Regions from separate parts of the Bombyx mori genome. Here region 1 is linked to region 2. The links are chromatin contacts, called in public Hi-C maps. All regions are on one chromosome and are shown on one strand. The core of a region is the stretch at or near the end of the contact, and the rest is flanking DNA. Distances in the headings are between cores, read along the strand shown. Region 1 overlaps LOC101741480 (elongation of very long chain fatty acids protein 6). Region 2 holds the start of LOC101742199 (uracil phosphoribosyltransferase homolog).

Region 1 (3,798 bases), core at 330-2,829, 33 kb after region 2:
GAGCTCATCCCTCTCCGCACCTATCCGTCGCCGCCGAGCCGGGGGCCGCAGAAGGGCTTTTGTCCGACTTCGGCCCCTGTAAGAGGCGAACTCCCCCCGGTGAAGGTCAAGGGGCGACCTGAGGGGGTGAGGCCGCGCGGCGCGCTACCAGCACTCTAGCGCGCTGCCATGGAGTAAATAGAGCGACCGGTCGACGGTGTATCGCGTCCCGACCCGGCAGGCTGGTTCTGGTCCAGCGGGGTATTCCGGGACACCAGCGGCACCGTCTGGGCGGCCCGACGGGCTGCCGTACCGAGACGGCCGACGTTTCAGAGCCTTCGATTCGCCTCGAAGGCTCCGTCGGCTGGGCGTCCTTGGGGTGAGCCGCGCCGTCTGGTTGTAGTGTTGACCGCGGTAACCCCCCTACCTCATCCGGGTTCTGACCTCGGAGGGGATCGGACGTCGGGTGTAAGAGTGCAGGGGAGTCGTTTAGTGGGTGGGCCCTAAAATCCTTGGTCCCGCGGTCTGCTCATAACACCATGCAGATCGTAGAGTCTCACATACCCCGCGCGCCCCTTTTGCGCGGGGACCTCGTAGGAGGTTCGGCCCTCTACCCGAAAAAAAAAAAAAAAAAAAAAAGGTACCTCCACACCGCCTATTTCTGCCGTGAAGCAATAATGCATTTCGGTTTGAAGGGTGGGGCAGCCGTTGTAACTATACTGAGACCTTAGAACTTATATCTCAAGGTGAGTGGCGCATTTACATTGTACATGTCTATAGGCTCCAGTAACCACTTAACATCAGCTGAGCTGAGCTCGTCCACCCATAATGTCAATAAAAAAAATAAAAAAAAAAAAATAAAAAAAAAACCGTATCGCGTATAGTAATGGTCGTAATGATCCCGCATAATGGATGGGTAGATATAATATTTTATTCCTGCAGCGAAGAAGTTATATGCTCCGATTCAAAGGACGAGAGACCCACTGTACCTCATGGTTCATGGTGGGACCTCATGTTTCAACCTGTCTTATCCTCACAATAGCATAGGTTTTAAATGGATATCGATGCCCAGAGTACTTACTATCTACTGTACTTAATATCAGTGAGCGTACCAACTATTGAACTATATCAACTCTATTGAAATTTTAAATACGCACGTGAAAATCATAAGACCTATCTGTGTACGTCATAAGACAAAAGATGTAGGTAACAAAAAGAAAACAAAATTCAATACAACAAAACGAGAATACTATCATTAATGTAGTTTAAGTCAATTAAATATGCATTATTAAGAATAACTCCCAAAAGCTATCGGTCAGATTTTAATAAAATTTCAAATTGGGCCACACATGAGAAGCACCGGCTTTCAAATAGACAGCTCTGCAGTAATACACACCAAAAATAAAAATTGATAACCTCCTCTTTTTTTTAAGTCGGTGAAGATTTAAATCTTATCACCTTTATATTGTTTGTTACATGACATTTTGAAACGTAAGCACGTGAACTTTCGCCTCGGCACCACGGCGCGTTACTTACTACACTAGCAGGGCACGAGCGCTTGACATGCTCTGAATAATGATTCGGATAGGGTCATCACAATCCTATTTTACTGCGAGATTTCATATTCATTTGTATTTGAATCGACGGTTGAACGAGTTCACGTCCCACAAGTTATTAAATGGTTATCAATAACGGCTGTTATATTGATTTTTTTGTTTTCCTACCTATGCTGATAGCCTTGAGAGGCTATTTCAGCGTAACCTTAACTAGTAGGTGAGCTCATGAGGCTCAAACCTGACAACGTGGCTAACACGAACTCTAGCAAGAGCCGTGCTTCGCAGAATCTACCACCGGATCGGAAACGCGACCCACTGAGAAGATTCGGCGAGAAAATCAGTCTGTCTGTGGATTTAAATTTATTTATTATAAAAAAAAAGAACACAATATTCCTAACCTAAAAGTACATGTTATTATCCGCAACATGCTTCGTCAGATTACAGAAATAAAGTTATCAGCAACATGCTTCGTCAAAATCTGTGGATTAATTATTTACTCGTCGAGTTCTTTGTTGCAAGCGACGGGTTCGACAAGAACGATGACCGGTGCTTGAGGTACCTAAAAGCACCGTTAGTGGATCGAGAGGATCCGAAATGACGTGTTTTGGTCAACGTCGAGTGCTTTCCATTCTGTCCGCAGGATCGGGAATGTGTTGATACCGAAAGCGCAAGAGCCACATGTATGTATAAGTCAAATTTGCTCTCAAATATACTATATTAGTTTCACAAATCGATTTTATCTCCCATTTTTTATTTCCAACGTTTCAAATCATTTTCGTGATCACGGCCGACTAAGATGTTATTCGTCGAGATTTGTGCTAATTGACTATTTATTCTGTTAATTAAATTTTATTTTTGTCTTCGACTCTCGCGATTACGAACACGACAGATCACACGGTATGATGGTTCCACATCCTTAACACGTTACATATGAAATGTAAAATATTTGCTTTAGAAATTTCGGACAGCCCTATTGTCTGACATTAACGCGCGGTATTCATTACTGACCCACGTGAGGGCACGGGACATTTTCGTTTATCAAATTGAAGGTGTCAATTTGAACTCAATTTTTTTAAAATGTATAACCAATGCCATAAATTGAAAACAAAATCATGCAGTGTAGGCACCGCTGAGATATTTTTATTTAATGCTTTTGTTGAGTTCCAAGCTGATGGACGATAGGTGGTAGTCTGATGATTCAATTATTATCGACATGTTAGACGATCGGCATTGTCAGTGATGAAGACACAGCGCGTAACATGTAAAACTCGTTAATTTTTTTTTTTTTTTTTATTGCTTAGATGAGTGGACGAGCTCACAGCCCACCTGATGTTAAGTGGTTACTGGAGTCCATAGACATCTACAACGTAAATGCGCCACCCACCTTGAGATATAAGTTGTAAGGTCTCAAGTATAGTTACATAAACATAAATACATAAATTAATAATATAAATTATAATGCTCGCCAATTATACAGCAGTTTCAAATAATTGAACAGCTAAACCACAACAAATGAAGTTCTATTTGAATACGATTAATAATTCAACAGTTACAGACGATCCATTTTATTTAATACTAAAATAAACATCTTAAATAAACTGAAATTCAGACATTTCCACGATATCTTATCATGACGACGGATAACCGCGATGACTTATCGCGATATAATTTCCGTATTTTAATATATTTACTCCAGCGATTTTTGTTAAAGTTTACAGAAAATGCTCGTAATGTTTTTAAGGTACGAGAATATATAATAATAATAAAGCCAAATTATATAAGTATAAGCATTTAGCACCATTAAGGGCCTTCGCACGTTCTAGAAGGACATTTAGACATATACTGTTAAAAAAGTCTCAAATTCGTTTTAATCCGTAAAAGATTATTAAGAAACTGCGCGTATCGCTTTTACGTGTTATGTAATATTTAAAGTAGCCCGAGTCAAAATCAAGCAAAAAGTCAGTATAGAAACAATATTTATCCTTCAGATTATAATTTTACGAAATATTAACTTTAAATACAACAAAAGTGAAATTTTCATTCATTGCAGTTTTTTATAACTCTAGGCAACGTGATTGCAATGTTACGGGAACTTTTGGCTGAAACACGATGAGCTTAATTGAGTGAATTATTTTATTTTGCTAATGTAGATGTTCTTCAAGTTTAAATATGTAATAATCTATACTAATATATAAATCTACAGCGGTTTTTACGGATGTTCAGTTATAACTACTGAAGCATTCATCCAATTGACTTGAAATTT
Region 2 (3,686 bases), core at 807-3,306:
AACCATTAATAAGATTCCAACTGTACTGAATTGGATGTGCCTCTTGATTTGCAAACCAGGATTTTTTTACATCCTATTCCTACATTTGAAAGGAGAAAACAAAGAAGGAATCCTATAAAGAAATTTGATACTTTAGCAATAAGTGTGCTTCAAATGCCCCTCTGGGGTAAATTTGTATAGTAATCAAAATGCCTTTTTCTTTTACAATTGTGCTGAAATTAATTTACTTATCTAGAACAAAACTTAGTGCTATTATACTACAAAAGCTACTATAAACTAGAAAATTATGCAAAAACAAGAACTTTCTAATTACGTAGTTGATGTGTTAACAACCTCACAGCCTGCTTGGTGTTAAGTGGTTATTGGAACTCAGAGATGTTGCATCATACACTCTCACACACATTCATCTTGAAACATGAGGTGTTAACCTCAGTTATATTGTACAGTTGTCTCACAGTTAAAATTGACATACATCACTGTTTCATAGCAAAAACTCCAGGTTTACCATACTTCTTTTTTCTTCTCAGTCAGACACTCTTGTCAGAATGGTTGTGGTTGCGTTGATGCTGTATGTGATATTCTCTGTCTTACTCATCATTGCAACTCTCATGAGATTAATAATGTAGTAGGTTCCCATTACTTTCTACATCGCGGTACTATGGCCTCAGTGACTATAGTAATCCAAGAGTGAATCGGTTCAGAATATATGGCTCTTTCGTTTCACTTTGGTACTGATGGCTACCACTGCCCTCCACCAGGTTCCAGGTTTTACGCCCCTGTGGCTTGCCTCTTCTGCTGGTTAGTCCGTGAGTATGAGAGACATGAGTATTCCCACACCCAAAAGCTCAAGCTAAGTAAAGCTTACAATACTAAAGTCACTAAATAAATTTAATAACCTGTTTAACTGTATTTCCTGTAGACATTATTGGGTACATGAGCAACACCTGTCGTCTTGCAATGTCTTCTGGAAACTTCGCATATACAACATGAGCTTCATGTGTGTCAGTATCACTTTCTACTAAGATTTTACCAATCCGAATAGATCTACAACAGTCTCTAAGGCCCTGAAACATAATTAATGATGTTGCAAATTATTACAGCATAAAATGATAGAATTCGTAATATTCCAGAACTATGAAAAATTTAACTCAAATCCTCAAGCTAAAGTTCCGTTGCAGTATTCAATTACTTAAGACATAATAACAGTAGGGTGATACAGCCACCCATCAAATATTTGAGACTTTGACGAAAATTTCCAAAGGATCCAAAACTAATAGGTAACTCTCGGCAAACTTAGGTTGTTCCACCATAATGGAGAAGATGAACTGCAATATTAATTCACCTGTTCCATTGCTTCTCCTGAACGCACAATAGACACACCACAGTTCCCAGCTCCATATTTAAGTCCTTTATATATTGCTCCAGTAGGAGTAACAACCTCACACTCAGTATAAGGTAATTTGTTCAAACTCTCTTCTATTACCAGACGAATGAGACGATCCGCATAGAACTTGAAATCACTACGACTTGTGTTCCTGAAATTAAACAAAATGGAGAAATTATTTTAAGCAATAGCAAGACTGTTTATAGATTTTTCAGGTTGATTGATACATTGTGTGCGTAATATCATGTATCTTATGTGTTTAATGGTAGAAAGGGTTCTTATTTTTGCTGCTCATTCAAAAAAAAAAAAAAAACTGCAACCTCAAAATACAGCAGATGGCATTTCTTTATTTAAATTCTGATATAATTTTTTTTTTTTATTCACGATTTTATAAACCATACCAAACCATATGATGGCCAGTTGAATGACACGAAACTTAACCTCACTCACTTGTCCCGTAGTATGGTTTGTAATTCTTTTATGTTATCATTAGATGGCAAAAGAGTCAGACTGTCCCCGAACTGTTCTTTAACATCATCTGCGTCCCACTGCCTGATGTCTTGATCAATTATTTCCATTTTAATCCAAAACAATTTGTTGTTTTATTTTAAACCACGACTAAATCATAAAAATGAAATGTATGACTAGCTGTCAATGTCAATTACTATACTGTCAAGTGTCTCTCAGTACGACAGTAGCAAAGGCATTGCGTTTTAAGCCCAACAGAGACAAAATTCAAATATAATAGATTTATAGACAGATATACACTGAATGTGGCATATGTTACGGGTATTTGCAGTAATGGTGAATAGTTAAAGTAGGAATTGCTTGTACCCAACACATTTTACTCAAGTGTCAAACGATTAAAAAAAACAGCAAAACAAGATTAGGCCGTACCTAATAGCAATTTTATGTAATAAATATGAAGTCGTCGTGGCTTAAAGGATAACACGTGTTCGAATCCCACTGGTAGGTACCAATTATTTCTAATGAAATACGTACTTAACAAATATGTTCACGATTGACTTCCACGGTGAAGGAACAACATCGTGTAATAAAAATCAAATTCTCAAAATTATAATTTGCATAATTACTGGTGATAGAACTTGTTTTACCGTAGTAGTAGGTACCGCCAGGCAGGATTGCCGATTTCAGCCGTAAAGCAGTAATGCGTTTCAGTTCGAACGGTAGAGCAGCCGTTGTAACTATACTTCGAACTTATATCTCAAGGTGAGTGGCGGCGGCATTAACGTTGTAGATGTCTATGTGTCCGATGAACTACTTAACACCAGGTGGGCGGTAAGCTCGTCCATATATCAAAGCAATTTATTTTTTCTGGTAGATAAGGTCGAAGCGAAGAGCAGTAATTTATTTTCAATAAGCTCTCAACCTAAATTGAGTCCGGCGGGTCATTTTTTTTTTTCGTAACACTACGTGCGCTATATGGCACTTTATTAACGTATATCTTAATTGCTATTTACTCCCGGTACATACATAATGCAGATGTTACTAAATGGACGTAGGTATTTTTAAATCCTTCCCTTTTTTTAAATGTCAACCAATCATTAAAAAGCAAAGAATTTGTGTAGTTAAATTAAATTAAATGTTATCTCCAACACAGTTACAAATGGTGGTAGGTATTTAAATAACCAAAGTCCCACATGGACTATCATCAATCATGGTAGCTAGTGGAATTTCATAGAATCAAATTTAATGCATATATTTCTTCATCTCGAAAGGTTTCATTCAAATTCAACCTTAAAATAATAATGAGTAGAGTATTAAGAAATAGTATAATAATACAGTATAGTTAGTGTTTATAAATAAAACAAGAAAAAATGACACATTAACGCTTTATTTGCCCAGAAAACAAAATCAATTGTTGCTAAAATAATTCACAAATTTTAACGTCATTTACTAGTAGAATGCACAGGTGTTCCCCTAAAATCATGCATTGAAATCACATATCTCATAAAAAATATATTTGATCATTCTCACTGTTCTAATTAAACTCTTGAATTGTGAACCTCCAAACCTCTATTTTAATTAATGCAGCGTATCACAATGAACGTGCTGTAAATGCAGGTTGAAATTTTAAGTAGCACTGTCTATGTGTAAGTACCGCTATGAAAAGTTTTATTTTAAAATATAATCTTTGAAATGCAGCATTGTAATAGTCGCTTACTAAAGTAAGCAACTGCACCTATTATCATTATTGAAAGGACTTTTTCTATACGAATAATATGTAAGCAATCGTGTTTTTTGTTTCTTGGCATCTTTTCGTTGACAAAATACAGAGAGG

What was found. Hi-C and Micro-C count contacts between places; a contact is called where the count stands out from the background.
Region 1: a Hi-C map of middle silk gland shows a contact between it and region 2, with 1.5 times the contacts expected there. The contact joins the enhancer-like site here to the promoter of LOC101742199 in region 2. A contact is called at or near these places in 3 of 7 Hi-C or Micro-C datasets (middle silk gland and whole pupa).

The regions. Positions count from the first base shown.
Region 1 is chr22:2,861,977-2,865,774 of ASM3026992v2, forward strand. All of the region lies in intron 2 of LOC101741480 (elongation of very long chain fatty acids protein 6), which reads right to left. Among protein-coding and RNA genes, the nearest start is that of LOC134200942, 9.9 kb to the right of the region's middle. Within about 2 kb of position 1,580, at least 5 of the 8 cell types and tissues checked have open chromatin away from gene starts, as enhancers often do.
Region 2 is chr22:2,828,212-2,831,897 of ASM3026992v2, forward strand. It overlaps LOC101742199 (uracil phosphoribosyltransferase homolog), which reads right to left and starts at 2,057. Exons shown (of 4, transcript XM_004924741.4): 1 at 1,835-2,057; 2 at 1,343-1,535; 3 at 897-1,064. The coding sequence starts at 1,962. It overlaps LOC101741480 (elongation of very long chain fatty acids protein 6), which reads right to left. Exons shown (of 4, transcript XM_004924735.5): 4 at 3,224-3,686.